Linked DNA regions of Bombyx mori: region 2 is linked to region 1. A link is a contact called in public Hi-C data. All regions are on one chromosome and are shown on one strand. Each heading gives the region's core, a stretch centred on a gene start, on an enhancer-like site or on the middle of the called end of the contact. The rest is flanking DNA. Distances are from core to core; before and after follow the strand shown.

Region 1 (7,726 bases), core at 2,463-4,962:
CGACGCGGGTACGTGACGCACTCACACGCACTCCCCGCTCCCCTCCCCGCGCCCACCTCCCGCAGCGCCGACGCGGGTACGTGACGCACTCACACGCACTCCCCGCTCCCCTCCCCGCGCCCACCTCCCGTAGCGCCGACGCGGGTACGTGACGCACTCACACGGACTCCCCGCTCCCCTCCCCGCGCCCACCTCCCGCAGCGCCGACGCGGGTACGTGACGCACTCCCCGCTCCCCTCCCCGCGCCCGCCTCCCGCAGTGCCGACGCGGGTACGTGACGCACTCCCCGCTCCCCTCCCCGCGCCCGCCTCCCGCAGTGCCGACGCGGGTACGTGACGCACTCCCCGCTCCCCTCCCCGCGCCCGCCTCCCGCAGTGCCGACGCGGGTACGTGACGCACTCCCCGCTCCCCTCCCCGCGCCCGCCTCCCGCAGTGCCGACGCGGGTACGTGACGCACTCCCCGCTCCCCTCCCCGCGCCCGCCTCCCGCAGTGCCGACGCGGGTACGTGACGCACTCCCCGCTCCCCTCCCCGCGCCCGCCTCCCGCAGTGCCGACGCGGGTACGTGACGCACTCCCCGCTCCCCTCCCCGCGCCCGCCTCCCGCAGTGCCGACGCGGGTACGTGACGCACTCCCCGCTCCCCTCCCCGCGCCCGCCTCCCGCAGTGCCGACGCGGGTACGTGACGCACTCCCCGCTCCCCTCCCCGCGCCCGCCTCCCGCAGTGCCGACGCGGGTACGTGACGCACTCCCCGCTCCCCTCCCCGCGCCCGCCTCCCGCAGTGCCGACGCGGGTACGTGACGCACTCCCCGCTCCCCTCCCCGCGCCCGCCTCCCGCAGTGCCGACGCGGGTACGTGACGCACTCCCCGCTCCCCTCCCCGCGCCCGCCTCCCGCAGTGCCGACGCGGGTACGTGACGCACTCCCCGCTCCCCTCCCCGCGCCCGCCTCCCGCAGTGCCGACACGGGTACGTGACGCACTCCCCGCTCCCCTCCCCGCGCCCGCCTCCCGCATCGCCGACGCGGGTACGTGACACACTCACACGCACACGATCACTTTGTCCAGTCTCGTCCGTACTCGTCCCAATAAATCGTCCGCATTTCCATTATAATGTCGTATATAAACTATTGTAATAAAAAAATAACGTTTCGAACTTTGTTGCCGGCAGAAGAACAGACCGCGAAGTGCGAGTCCAGCTGCTCCGACCCGTTCCACCGCAGCGAGTCCGCCGACCCCGCCGGGCCCTCGCCCGACGACTTCGACCTCCAGCCGGACGTGAGCACCCGCCTCCAACTATACGATACTAACATAGAACTATGACGGAACCGTTCTCATTGCAAATGTCACAAATTAGTTGAAACATTCTGCATATACATAGTTTTATCATTACACTTGCGATTGCTATATGGCATACCCTTACATAACTTGTGGTAGCCGTCGTAAGTTGACCTGGACGCCGTGAGGACTTCGGAGTCGTCCTCAAAGAGTGTCAGGCAGCGGGCCGGCAGAGCCCCTAACGTCCATGGGTCACGGTGGTCGCTTAATATCAAGAATTGTAAGATATTTTTTTAAATGTGCCCTGAAAAGTATCACGCATAAACTAAGTACTGGAAACTAGAACTCTTAAAAATATATTTGCTTGTGTCCGCGCCCGCAGGTGGCGGACTCGGGCTCGGAGTGCGGGTGCGTCGGGCGGGCCGCCTTGCGCCTCTACGTGGTGCAGCCCAAGGGCCTGCAGGAAGGGCGGCTGGCCTTCGCACTGCCTGCAGGTACTCCACCGCACGCCCAGAAACAGGAGTTGGGGATGCAGCTGTCGACGTCTCCAAGCAATGATATTGAAGAGCAGGTTGCGTCCGCAGGCGGCGCGCCCGAGGAGCAGGGCGGCGAGGCCGGGCCGGCGGCCGTGCCCTCCAGCATCCTGCAGCAGCAGAGCCAGCAACTCAAGAACCTGCTCATGAGGTCACAGGTACACAACGAACAGACAGATGTAATTATCGCACTTTGCTTTTTATATTATTATTATAATTCTTTTCTTTCCTTTTACTATCTGGTGGCGGTTCACATAGGGACGAGCTTGTCTAGTTTCTACCTAAACCGTGTCTTTGCACACGTAGATTACTTGTATACAGTTATTGCACTATGTATATTTATCTGTGGCTCAGTAATTATTTTTAATATGTAGTTTTTTGTTAACATGACAGTGTTCATAAATCATAGACAATTCACAATACGACGGCAGCGCCGCGTGCGCTCCCACACCGCAACTAAAACAACTTGATGAGATCAATTTTTTTGGTGGTAGGACCTCTTGTGAGTCCGCGCGGATAGGTACCACCACCCTGCCTATTTTTGCCGTGAAGCAGTAATGCGTTTCGGTTTGAAGGGTGGGGCAGCCGTTGTAACTATACTTGAGACCTTAAAACTTATATCTCAAGGTGGGTGGCGCGTTTACGTCGTAAATGTCTATGGGCTCCAGTAACCACTTAACACCAGGTGGGCTGTGAGCTCGTCCACCCATCTAGCAATAAATAAATAAATAATTTTTTTTTTACTGTAAATTATCGAATAGTTTTAAGAGATTATTTATTAACTCCGCATTGAAGTTACCCAACGAGTCACGAGTCTGCGTCACTACTCGCACACCTATCTACGAGGTTTTGTTGACACTTCTAACTCTAGTGCGAATTTAAAAGAGAAGAGAGAGATCTAAAAATATTTGAAAATAGATATTTGTCACCGTCACCATCAGCCCAATCATTCACACTGTTAGGTCAATCGCTACTGCGCTCAGCGATGCACTCGGTACTCGTGATTTGTAAGTTGCCGTCTCACACCGGTGGTGGGGCGCGCCGCCCTCCACTTCTGCCGCGGAGTGAGTGCGCGGTCCGGGCGGAGGGGGCGCGGTCGATAACGATTGCAGATAGAATTGAACGAGCTAATGACATGATGTTAAGTGCATACCGCCGCTCACTTACAGACGCGAGACCTACCCACCTAGTAATAAAAAAATAGACATACATATTTGTATGTATTTCTTAGGATATAATGTCAGTATTCACAATAATATACTTATTTGCTTGTCCCCAATATTTGTTGTTGTAGACGCAGCCCGGGAGCCTCATCGGTCAGAGGGCGGAGTCTCCGCCGATCCCTCCGCAGCTCAACCTCATGACGCCCGACGCGTTCAGGTAACCGCACGGCACCGCCCGGCCCTGCCGTGTTTTGGAAGGGACAAAGAATCTCTTGCTCTTTTGTATTGCCCTTGCAGGCAGACAAGCATGTGGCCCGTCTGATAATGAGTGATTACCGTCGCTAATGGACATCAGCAATGCCAGTGCCAGAGCCAAGTCGTTTCCTGCCGCCAAGGACTTCGCAAACTTCGTTTGAAGAAGGACATGCGCTCAAGAAATGCCGCGGAGGGGAGTTAATTTCAAAACCAGATGGCCTAAAAAGAGTCCTCAGTGCTCGGCAGAGGCACGGTGGGGCTACTACGGAGATCCGTCGACCTGATGAGGCAATAAGGGAGTTAACGTTCCTCAGCTCGCCGGGCAAGAGGGAGGAAGAGGATCCGCCGCTGTCGGCCACGCCTGACGTCAGCGCCAAGCCGCGCGGCTCCGTCGGAGGGGACGCCGACCGCGCCAAGGGTACGTCCGCTCACTCAGAACGCCGGGAGGGTTCGGGAGACGCTCCTGCTGGTGCCGCCCGGACCCGGCTCGCTTTGTACTTGTGCTGATGTTGTGTGACTGTGACGCAGGAGCCGAGGGCGCGGGCAAGCCCACCTCGGGGGGGTCCAGTCCCAGCCGGGAGGTGCAGGAGATCATGGCGCACAATGACGACGCCTTCTTCGCCGACAACCTGGTTAGTGTCGGCTTCTGTTCTCTTGTATAGGCATGGCTTGTGAACGTCGCAGATTTGACGTGATGAGCTGTGTTCCTGTGGCACCCATTTTCACCAGTCACCACTAATAACCAGCCGCGAACCTTTGTCCCAGGAGGAGGAGTCGCCGGCGCCGCCCGCCGCCGCCCGCCAGCCGGAGCCCTTCCCGGACAAGCCGCCGCCGCCGCCGCTCGCGCTCCCGCACTCCAGTACGTCTCCGCGCCCCCGGGCAGTGTAGTGTGGGAGCCGCCGACGTCACCAGTTGTTCCGTTACAGACGGCGACACCTCGTGGCCGCAGATATCCATAGCGCAGATAACGGAAGCGAACCAACGCAAGGCGTCCAGCGACAAGTCGGGCGCGCAGAGCCAGCCGCTCGGCGCCGCGTGCGACGCGCGACTCGACCTGCTCGAGCACAAACTGGACAAAATCACAGGTGCGTTTGATTGCACAGATCCTATTTGGAGTCTCTAGACCTTCTGCGGGTACAGATGTGTTTAATTTCAAATGTTTATCGGGCCCCAACTTATCCTGATCCTTAAGTAAAAAAACGTGTCATGATGTTTGGTTGTAGAGTTGCTGCAGCAGCAGGGTCGCGAGCTGCGGGCCCTGCGCGGCGCCACGTGGTGTCCGCGGACCGCACTGGACGAAGCGCTGCAGGCACACGCACAGGCCTTAGATAATGCTGTCACACTAGGGTGTGTATAATTAATTTATGAAAAATAAATTTTACCATTCCTAAAAAGATGTATATATATTTTACGTATGTATATTCCAAAAATATTTATTGTAATCACGTTACGTGTCTTCGACGAGCTCTGCCCGGCGGCGTGCTGTCGCCATCACGTCATGCCAAAACTAGTTCCGTGTCCGGTCGGCACTGCGCATCGACACGGATGGAATATGTATCGGAATCAAATTTAATGTGGGATCTGTATAAAATGTATCCGTTGTGTAAGTGTATATGTGGGAGCAATTCACGTTACTAACATTGAGTCATTGTTGGTGCGGCAGGTGGGAGCGCATGTCGGCGGCGGGCGAGGCTGCGGGCGCGGCGGCGGGCGCGGGCGCGGCGCAGGCGGCGGGCGCGGGGGCGGCGCGCGCGCTGGAGCCGCTGGTGGCCGCGCTGCAGCACGAGCTCGCCGCCAAGCTCACCGCCACCGACCAGCTGCTCAGGGACAACATCGACAAACTAGTCAACAGCAAGGTTTGTCACCTGTCGATACAAGAGCAACACTTCGACGAACCTGTTAGCACGGCCAAGTGACTAGCGATACAACTGTATACTCATTACAAATAAATCTCCTTTTTGTGGCCCAGACCCATAAATAGACCCATAGACATCTACAACGTAAATGCCGCCACCCACCTTGAGATATGAGTTCTAAGGTCTCAAGTATAGTTACAACGGCTGCCCCGCCCTTCAAACCGAAACGCATTACTGCTTCACGGCAGAAATTGGCAGGGTGGTGATACCTACCTATGTAAACTCACAAGACGTCCTACCACCATTTAAAAATGAAACGACGCCCACGCCACTCGAGCACTTCATAAATATACGACAGGTGTGCGGCGTTTGAAAGACCCCTCTGGGCTTTATTGGTTGGGCAAATTGTCCGAGTCTTGGTCCCTGCGGTACAGAGCTGAGGGTGGTGCGTGGTGTGTCGGCAGGCGGTGTCGGAGCGGCTGAGCTCGTCCATAGCGCGCTGCGTGTCGGAGCAGGTCCGCGAGTCCTTCCGCGCGTCGGTGACGGACAGCCTGCTGCCCGCCATGGAGCGCGCGCACGCACAGATCTTCCGACAAGTCAACAACGCCTTCCAGAACGGGACTAAAGAGTGTAAGAAATCCGATAAAAATGTTGTTAGTGTTCAGTAACAAAATATAAAAATGCCGACTCGATAAAGATCGTTTTTTCGATCGATCTTTAGTAGGGTTGGAAATCGGAGATTGCAAATCGATATTGTAGCATTAAATCGATATAGCATTGACATTCCACTTACTCAATGTCAAGTGTATAATAAATACGAATTTTTTAGAAGATGACACATTTTTTTTTAATAATCATACATGCATCAAGCATTTGGCAAACTGTACATTCTCTTAGTTTTTTAATGTAAAAAATTAATTTAAGAAATGAATATCTTTTATACCTTGCACTTTGGCTTTAAAAAAAAGTAATAACTGTATTCCATTTTTAACTATTTAAAATCAGTTATTAAGGTGTTTCATTCTTTTACATAAAGTGCATTTATATTATAATTCCAAACTGGATTGAAATTAGATTTTTGTCTTTTGTCTGAATCCAGTCATCATTTTGCGATCAGAATTATTTTAAAATCTATGTTTTTCAATAATTATCGTCACCCCTTCGGTAGTCAGTGCAATGAACTAACTATACGGTTGCTGATGCAAGTGTAAAAGGTGTAATCTGCCCTTTATTAATAAAACGAGTTAGTTCCAATTTTACTCTGTATATTGTTACAAGCGTCTGACGTGTCGGGTGGGCTATGTACGACTGACTAATGCAAGCGATGTACAAAACTGCATGCGCTACTAAACTGTGTCCCTACATCAACTAAGATTATAATCTTCCCGTCATAATTCCTCACCCAGTCGCAGCTCACACGGAGGCCGCAGCCCGCGCGGCGGCGGAGCGCGGCGGGGCGGCGGCCTGCACCGCGCTGCGGGCCGCGCTGGACCGGCACGCCGATACGCTGGCGCAGCACCCGCGCCTGCTGCTGCAGCACGCCACGCAGGCCGTGCGGGACGCGGCGCACAGGTACCGACAATGTCAACAACGCGAATCCATATAAAAGCAACATGTCCTTCTGCAAAAGAGGCTTGTGGAGAGTATTAAGCGGTAGGCAGCGGCTTGGCTCTGCCCCAGGCATTGCTGAAGTCCATGGGCGACGGTAACCACTCACCATCAGGTGGGCCGTATGGCTCGTCTGCCTACAAGGGCAATAAAAATTTTTTTTCGGTAGATCATTATTCTACCTGATTCCCGGGGATAGGCCAGTATCACAGCTTAGCCTTTGGACAACGATACAATAGTCAGTTAAGTTCATAACAACGATACGCGAATCTATATAAAAGCAATTGTTGTACAAAGTGGAAACGTCTTTCCAGCGTGCTGGAGAAGGAGCTGCTGTGGTGGCGCGAGCAGGCCCGCTCGGCGTCGCTGACGTCACGCGCGCACTCGCCGCACACGCCGCACGCGCACAACCCGCTCGACCGACAGGCACGTGCTACTGTTTTATTCACCGGCTGTTTGGGCAAAGGAACTTACGGTCGAGCCAACCTTGTGCCTTTGAAGCCTCTTGTTACAGTCAGCAAAAATAAGGAGGAGCCCGCAATTAAATGACCTTTTTTCCAAATACTTTGCCCTTGCTGGTGGTAGGACCTCTTGTGAGTCCGCACGGGTAGGTTTCACCACCCTGCCTATTTCTGCCGTGAAGAAGTAATGCGTTTCGGTTTAAAGGGTGAGGCAGCCATTGTAACTATACTTGAGACCTTAGAACTTATATCTCAAGGTGGGTGGGGCATTTACGTTGTAGATGTCTATGAACTCCAGTAACCACTTAACACCAGGCGAGCTCGTCTACCCATCTAAGCAATAAAATAAAAAAATAAAAATGTAATAAAATTATAGACCTGCAGCAAAAGCTGATGTTAATTAAATAAAAATTTACTTGTAGGCAGACAAGTATACGGCCTACTTGATAGTAAATAGTCACCATTAATCATGGACACAGCCAAGCAGATCTATCTACAAATCACAGTAAATGTAATCATAATTATGCAATCACACTGTTACGCTGCAGATGTCTATGAGCTCCAGTAACCACTTAA
Region 2 (7,726 bases), core at 2,422-4,921, 47 kb after region 1:
AATACATGTACTTAATGGATAGGCTAATATTTATGTGAGCGTTGGACTCCCTAATAATAATGACAATAAATAATGATGTTAATTTTAAATGCCCAGCGAAGCAGGCGAGTACGGCTAGTAATATATTATTATATTACCTTATATTGTATTTATTGATAGTATTTCTAATAAGTTAGTAACAAAATTAATTTCAAATGAAAATTGTCATCAGAGTACCACACGATCATCTGGTCCCAAACTAGCATTCTCTGAACTATTGAAACCAGAGACTGACGTAAATACTTTATAATACCATGATTAAACATAGTAAAAACTATATTGAAACAAAACTAAATTATATTAAAGTATAAATTGAATTAGTGAAAAATTCTGTATACACACTGTTCTTTCTTTGACATTGTAACATGTAAAAGCAATAAATAAAAGTATGTTTATTTTATTATTTATAAATATAACTAACTAGCCGTACTCGCCCACTTCGCTGGGCATTTAAAATTAACATTATTATTTCTTGTTAATTTATTGGGGAGTCCAACACTAACATGTAACACTACATAGATACAAAGTTTCAATTTAATCAGATGCATGGTTCAGTAGTTATAACGGAACATCCGTAAAAACCACTGTAGATTTAGATATTAGTATAGATAAAACCATACCATACATAAAATCCAGACAAAGAGTAAACATGTTTATCGCATATTTGGCTCGAGGTGGGAATTGACTCTCGGCTCATCAGTCAGGGGCAATAAATAGATACTCCACCATCGAGTCAGCCAACATATTGTAACCACTTTACTACTACTAACACCCTGTATGTTCACCCGTGATCCAAATTGAAATATGTTTCGTGACGATTCAAACAAGAATGAAACACAACACATGTTGCTTGTGTCCCTCTCTGATCTATGAACATTTGTTTTTTATTTATTGCATATATGGATGGACGAGCTCACAGCCCACCTGGTATTAAGTGGTTACCGGAGTCCATAGACATCTACAGCGTAAATGCCACCACCCACCTTGAGATATGAGTTCTAAGGTCTCAACAACGGCTGCTCCGCCATTCAGACCGAAAGGCATTACTGCTTCACGGCAGAAATAGGTGGTGGTGCGGGCTCTGACGCTGTACGTATAATCACGAACCAACGAACTCATTGTCGTATTTATTATAGCAGATACACTCGACGTTACCAGACTCAGGTCGTTTACATTGATAAAAATATATATCGCTTATAAACTATGTTTGTGGGTAATTACGTTCACACACACTTAGCATTCACGTTTTAATATTTATAATCTATAATCAATACATATAAAAATTAATTGCTGTTCGTTAGTCTCGCTCAAACTCGAGAACGGCTAGACCGATTTGGCTAATTTTGGTCTTGAATTATCTGTGGAAGTCCAGAGAAGGTTTAAAAGGTAGATACATATGAAAATGCAGCGGAATGAAATAAAAATAACAATTTTGTTTTCCCTTTGATGTGGCCCCCGTCGGACGGATTCCTTTTGTTTGTTTTAAGTTTATTTTATACAAAAGTTTAGGTCTTTTATTTATCGATTGAGCCACTACGAAGTCTGCCGGGTCAGCTAGTCTTAATATATATTGCTTCTGTGCGTGTGTTTGTCACGGAACTCCTCCTAAACGGCTGGACCGATTTTAATGAACTGTTCTGTGTACCTTCAGGTGGATTCGAGAATGGTTTAGATTTACAAATCAGCCCGGCAGATGGCGCTGCAGTCGGTATCTAGTTTATTTATTTTTCCTAGAAATAATTTATATGGCAAAACGTTTGCCAGGCCAGCTAGTGTCTAATATGACTTGGCGGTGCAGTAGTCAGAGGGCCTGACTGTCGCGCCGAGGGTCGTGAGTTCGATTTCCACATCGGGCAAACATTCGTGTGATGAACGGGTTTGTTTGCTCCTTAAGTGGTCGTTTATTTATATATGTATATATTATATTTAAACATATATACCAGTACTAAAAATTATAATTTCCGTAATTAGTGGTGGTAAGACGTCTTGTGAGTCCGCACGGGTAGGTACCACCACCCCGCCTATATCTGCCGTGAAGCAGTAATCCGTTTCAGTTTGAAGGATGGGGCAGCCGTTGTAACTATACTGAGACCCTAGAACTCATATATCAAGGTAGATGGCGGCATTAACTTTGTAGACGTCTACGTGCTCCCGTAACCACTTAACATCAGGTGGGCCGTGAGCTCGTGCATAAACCTAAGCCATTTAAAAAAGAACCGGATGTTTATCAATCTCTGGTACCCAGGGAATCTTAAATTGGGACCGGTTGACCGTGCGTGATTTGTTCCCAGTTCTATATAAATATATGATTGTAATAATAAGAACTGGGAATTTATATGTACAAACAACATCAAAATAGTGTAACGCGCTGAATCAGGACTTTCATAAATTATTTCATATTTATATGTTATAACATATATTCATAAATTATTTACATAATATTTCATATTTATTTCAACTAATAGCTTGTTACAAGTTTTATCTGATGATACAACGAAATCCCGTTGTTTTTCTTATGAAACTTTCTTTAATATTTGTAAAATAGTTTGTTTAGAGATGTTTAGTTTTGTATTTTTGATAAATTCATTGAAGTAAGAAAGTTGATTAAATTAAAATGAAGTAGGTAAAGAAGCGGGGATTTTTTCCCTCGTAAAATCGTTTTTAGAGACATGTTAAAATTACAGAGTAGTTAGCTTAATATAGATTATAGACGACACGCAGACACGGCAAAGGGGTTAACACAAGTTTTTCGTAAAGCAAACTCGTCGGCAACAAACAGTTGGACCACACCTCGTGTGTGTGTGTGACGGTCCCGACTTAGGGGTCAAGAGCAGTCATTATATATGTTTGTTTGTTGGCCTAATTGATGTTTTACCGTCGTATAATAACCAAATTACTCGGGCGACTATATCGAAGGATTAAATTGATGATAGGGGTGATATTTGTCTTTGTAATTAAAGGTCCCTTTTATTTGGTATTAGCATCAACAATTTTATGTTCTTCATTGAACTTCAAATAAGTTTACTCTATTCAAATAGTTGAAGATTATTTTTTTTGTTTTCATATTTTTTCTAAATCTTAACTTATTAATGATTGTCCTGTAAAGTTGCAAAAATGTCGCTTAAACAAAAAAATGTCTACCCCTCGATATTATTATGATTTGATCCTGAGGCGGCTATGGTTTACTTAATTATGTGAATACAATTTATTTTATTATTACATACTATTTCGGCCGTGAAGCAATAATGCGTTTCGGTTTGAAGGGTGGGGCAGCCGTTGTAACTTACTTGAGACCTTAGAACTTATATCTCAAGGTGGGTGGCGCATTTACGTTGTAGATGTCTATGGGCTCCAGTAACCACTTAACACCAGGTGGGCTGTGAGCTCGTCCACCCATCTAAGCAATAAAAAAAAATTTAAATAAATATATACTGACTGATGCTGACACGTCCACCTTGTAAGAGTTAGGGTGGAAGTTAGCATCGCGTTAGCTACTCATAAGCTCCATTAACAGCTTGAGAGAACTAGGACCGCGTCTCTCCTCCGACATAAATGAATTTGAACTCCACAGCGGGCGGACAGCCGATATCGGTCCATTGACTAGACCGTGCGTGCTACATTTACGTGATAACGGCGCTATCAGTACCGGCCCGTCTGTCGGGGAAGTCGGAACGGGTGCCCTTGACCTCACAAGACACACCTATACACACGATATTCATTATGCTACCAAACGTTTCCACATTCAACGAACCAAGTTATAGACGTGGAAAATACACGTAAGAGACTTATATATAAATGATATCTCGACTTTCTGTCTGTCTGGCCTAGAATAGTAACACCCTATTTCGTCCCATGAACGTCGTAAAAGACGAGCACGTGGCAGCAGCAATCTCTGAGATACTTCTATGACAAACGGGAATTGACAGGCAGCGGCTTGGCTCTGCCCCTGGCATTGCTGAAGTCCATGGGCGACGGTAGCCATTCACCATCATTCACGTAGACATCTAGAGCCCAGAGACATCTACAACTTAAATGCGCCACCCACCTTGAGATAAGTTCTAAGGTCTCAGTATAGTTACATCGGCTGCCCCACCCTTCAAACCGAATCGCATTACTGCTTTACGGCCGAAATAGGCGGGGTGGTGGTGGTACCTACCCGTGTGGACTCACAACAGGTCCTACCACCAGTAATTACGCAAATTATAATTTTGCGTGTTCGATTTTTATTACACGATGTTATTCCTTCACCGTGGAAGTCAATCGTGAACATTTGTGAAGTACGTATTTCATTAGAAAAACTGGTACCCACCCGCCTGCGGGATTCGAACATCAGTGCATCGCTAGATACGAATGCACCGAACGTCTTATCCTTTAGGCCACGAAGACTTCAAAGCAAAGGGAGCTCTATAATATCTACGGGCTCGGTAACCACTTTATAACAAGTGGGCCGTGAGCTCGATCGAACATGTATGCAATAAAAATAAACGGTGGTATGACGTATTGCAAGCACGTCTTACATTACGTACCATCGCACTAACTTCTAGCGTAAACCAATTATCCACAGAAAAAAAACTCAGCAATGTGGACGCGTCACGTGTTACGTCACATTGACGTCATAAGTAGTGCCTTCAGCAAATCAGGTTTGAGCCTACGTCCTTCCGCCGTTATATATTAAGAGCGTCAATGTGACTTTGTTACTGAAAACAATTCGATCCGTTTACATATATATATATATATATAGATATAGCACACGTTATTGAAAACACGAGTTATCAAAATGGCACTAAATATAGGTATTGAATACAATATCAATCGAAGATGAAACATCTTACCCCAACGTAGGTCGCATATATTCAGACAACTGTGGTCGTATAGAAAAGCTATACATATTTACAACCCACCGCTGTATTCTAGAAAATTTGTTTTTATACTTATTCTAGCGGGTAGTTATCATAGAAGAGAAGATATTTGAGAAACGCCTGAATCGCGCTAACGAGATGTGCAAGATGAAATTTGCTTGCATATACAAGTTCCACCCAATAACATTCGGACCGTCGGTCTACCGAGCAATTTCATCAGGTCGGTGGAAAATGTTCCGTTGTCTTTTCCCTAAACTGATGATCCCGACGTTATCTGAACACGTAACCTTCTGATTGCTCTGTTATGGTATAATGTATATATTATGTTTTTTGTGCTAAGCGTTAAGGCGATGGTATGGTCATGTCTATGACAAACCCTTTGGAAAAAAGCTAATAGGAGTAGAGGGCTTCGATTAGCGATAATAAGCATTTTTATTGATGTATATTGACAGACGACATCTGGTATTATGTGGTCGTAAGCGCCAATAAACATAACAAAATGAATGTCTAAATCTTAATCGCATAATGTTCGTCCCATCATTTGAATGGCTTACAATACGCGTCCTACTCCTACCGTGTCGCGATTCCGATCCGGTAGTAGTTTCATTCGTGGAGCAGCTACATGTGAGTTGTTAGGTCTCCTTTAGAAGCGCTCGGGTAGCTGTTACCAAATTCCACCCCTTCTGGCTGAGCCCTTGCTCGCCTAGTGAAACTAGAAAGGCCTCCGGGCCACTAGTAATCTTTCAATCAAATAAAAAAAAATACTCCTGGTAAACTCCGCTTGGAGGTCTCAGTATACCGGTGCAATACCCAAAATGCTGTGTGTTACCTGTCAATCCTTTAACCCGACTGTTAAGACATTCACACGACGATTGCTTAACAAAATTAATATTGTCCAATTTGTTTTTATTTCAGTTTTCGTGATAACAAATATTCTCCTAAACTGTCTCGCGTTGATGTTATGGACCGATAATGCGGTAGGTATTTTATCGGTCAACGATCGACTAGTTCATCTGACATTAGCACGTCCAACTTGAATATGTTCATTTTTTTTTTTCTAATAGATAAAACTGGTTTAACACTTTATAATTAAAGCTGTTATCGAAACGTGGGCGGTGGCCGACGAGGCAACTCTGTGCGAACGCTCTAGACCCTGACCCGTGTTAACCGAAACTTCACACGTCACATTGCAGTATCTTTTTTTTTTTTTCTCATTCGCTCATAACATTATGCGATTTGCCAGTTTAACGAACTCCTCGAAATCATTTATCTGTCACAAAAGACAATTGTTTGTTTCGATAAAAATTAAATGAGATAAAAAGTGATGAATAAACAAAATCACTCATTTCGTTCGCACACTCAACACAATGGTGTTAATATTATTATAGTGGGGGTATAGTAGTACTGCCGACGACGTAAATGGTTATATTTTTTTTAAATTATTAACGAGAACGCCACTATGCGCATCAACGTTTGGGCAAAAGACTGAGGTCTTCATTGCATTGCTATAACAGCTGGCCCGCCTACGGAACCAGGAGGCGCCATTGTTTCACAGCTGTGTTTTCTCGTTGGATCTTCTTAGTAGGTGGCATTGCGATCCGTTGGTAGATTCAGCGAAGCATTGCTCTTGCTAGGGCCAGTGTTAGCAAATCCTCTCAGGTTCAGCCCGTGTGCTCACTTATCCGTCCGGACGTAACTGGAATAGCCTCTTAGGCTACCAGCGAATAGGTAGAAAAGAACAGCAGTGTTGAAGACGCGATATAATGGATTATAAACTAGCAAATCTCGTCAGGACACAAGGGATGACACTGCTTCGAGGAGTCGAGGGTCACACATTTGTATTTGCAAATAAACAAAAACCTTTGTATTTGATCTGTAACTTGTAAGAAGATATTCATCCGTGATAAATTATGAAATTGCTAACTTTATACTGGTAAACGAGCTCTCACTCCATGTTAAGTCTGAAGTCCATGATGAATTCCATGGGCGAAAGTCACCACTCACCACCAGGTGGGCCGAATGCTCGCCTGCCTACAAGGGCAATAAAAAAAGCGACAACCACGTCCCATTGTCGCCGCAAAGTGCGTGCCCCTGCGCGCTGGTGACCACTTAACACCAGGCAGACTAGATTTCGTCTACTTATCTAATCCAATAATGAAACACAAGATTACAATGGTCCGTCAATAAAACAGGTCAATAAAACATCGCAATGAATACTTACAAAAACACAAATAAAGGTAATTGGCCAACAGTTATTGACTGATAAGCTGTCTGGCGGGACGGAACTTTATTGGATAGATCGGTATACGAGTTCACGGCTAAACTGGTGGTAAGTGGTTACTGGGGCGAATAGACCTCAAAAACATAAATACGGTCCTCGAGACATGACTTATTCGATCTGAATGTATCGAGTATACGTGAAAGGAACCGTCTCAATGAATTTTAACCGTTATTAAAATGATGTAAATAATAAATGCTTCGAATTTAATTATGCACTGCACTAAAATTCGCATGACAAATAATGACAAAGCATACACGCTGCTTTTAATTTATGTAATAACTCATTTTCACTATGCTTGGCGAATAAAGGATTTCTTTCTTTCTTATTTTGTAGAAAACGTCAATCTACTGACAAACTTCTGTTGCAGTTTTATGTTCATATAATATAATATAATATATAATAATAAATATTATAAAGAGGAAAGATTTGTTTGTTTGTTTGTTTCGAATAGGCTCCGAAACTACTGGACCGATTTGAAAAATTCTTTTTCCATTAGAAGCCGACATTGTCCCTGATGAACATAGGCTACTTTTTTTTATTTTATTTT

What was found. Hi-C and Micro-C count contacts between places; a contact is called where the count stands out from the background.
Region 2: a contact with region 1 is called in a Hi-C map of middle silk gland, with 1.6 times the contacts expected there. The contact joins two enhancer-like sites. A contact is called at or near these places in 2 of 7 Hi-C or Micro-C datasets (middle silk gland and whole pupa).

The regions. Positions count from the first base shown.
Region 1 is chr4:1,262,664-1,270,389 of ASM3026992v2, forward strand. LOC110385709 (enhancer of mRNA-decapping protein 4) reads left to right here. Exons shown (of 25, transcript XM_038010694.2): 11 at 1,171-1,274; 12 at 1,657-1,768; 13 at 1,859-1,986; 14 at 3,102-3,187; 15 at 3,540-3,643; 16 at 3,754-3,857; 17 at 3,991-4,084; 18 at 4,152-4,310; 19 at 4,449-4,572; 20 at 4,889-5,081; 21 at 5,546-5,711; 22 at 6,488-6,653; 23 at 7,004-7,115. Among protein-coding and RNA genes, the nearest start is that of LOC134201874, 7.7 kb to the left of the region's middle. Within about 2 kb of position 3,713, at least 3 of the 8 cell types and tissues checked have open chromatin away from gene starts, as enhancers often do.
Region 2 is chr4:1,309,885-1,317,610 of ASM3026992v2, forward strand. All of the region lies in intron 3 of LOC733058 (small GTP binding protein RAB5), which reads right to left. Among protein-coding and RNA genes, the nearest start is that of LOC733058, 13 kb to the right of the region's middle. Within about 2 kb of position 3,672, at least 5 of the 8 cell types and tissues checked have open chromatin away from gene starts, as enhancers often do.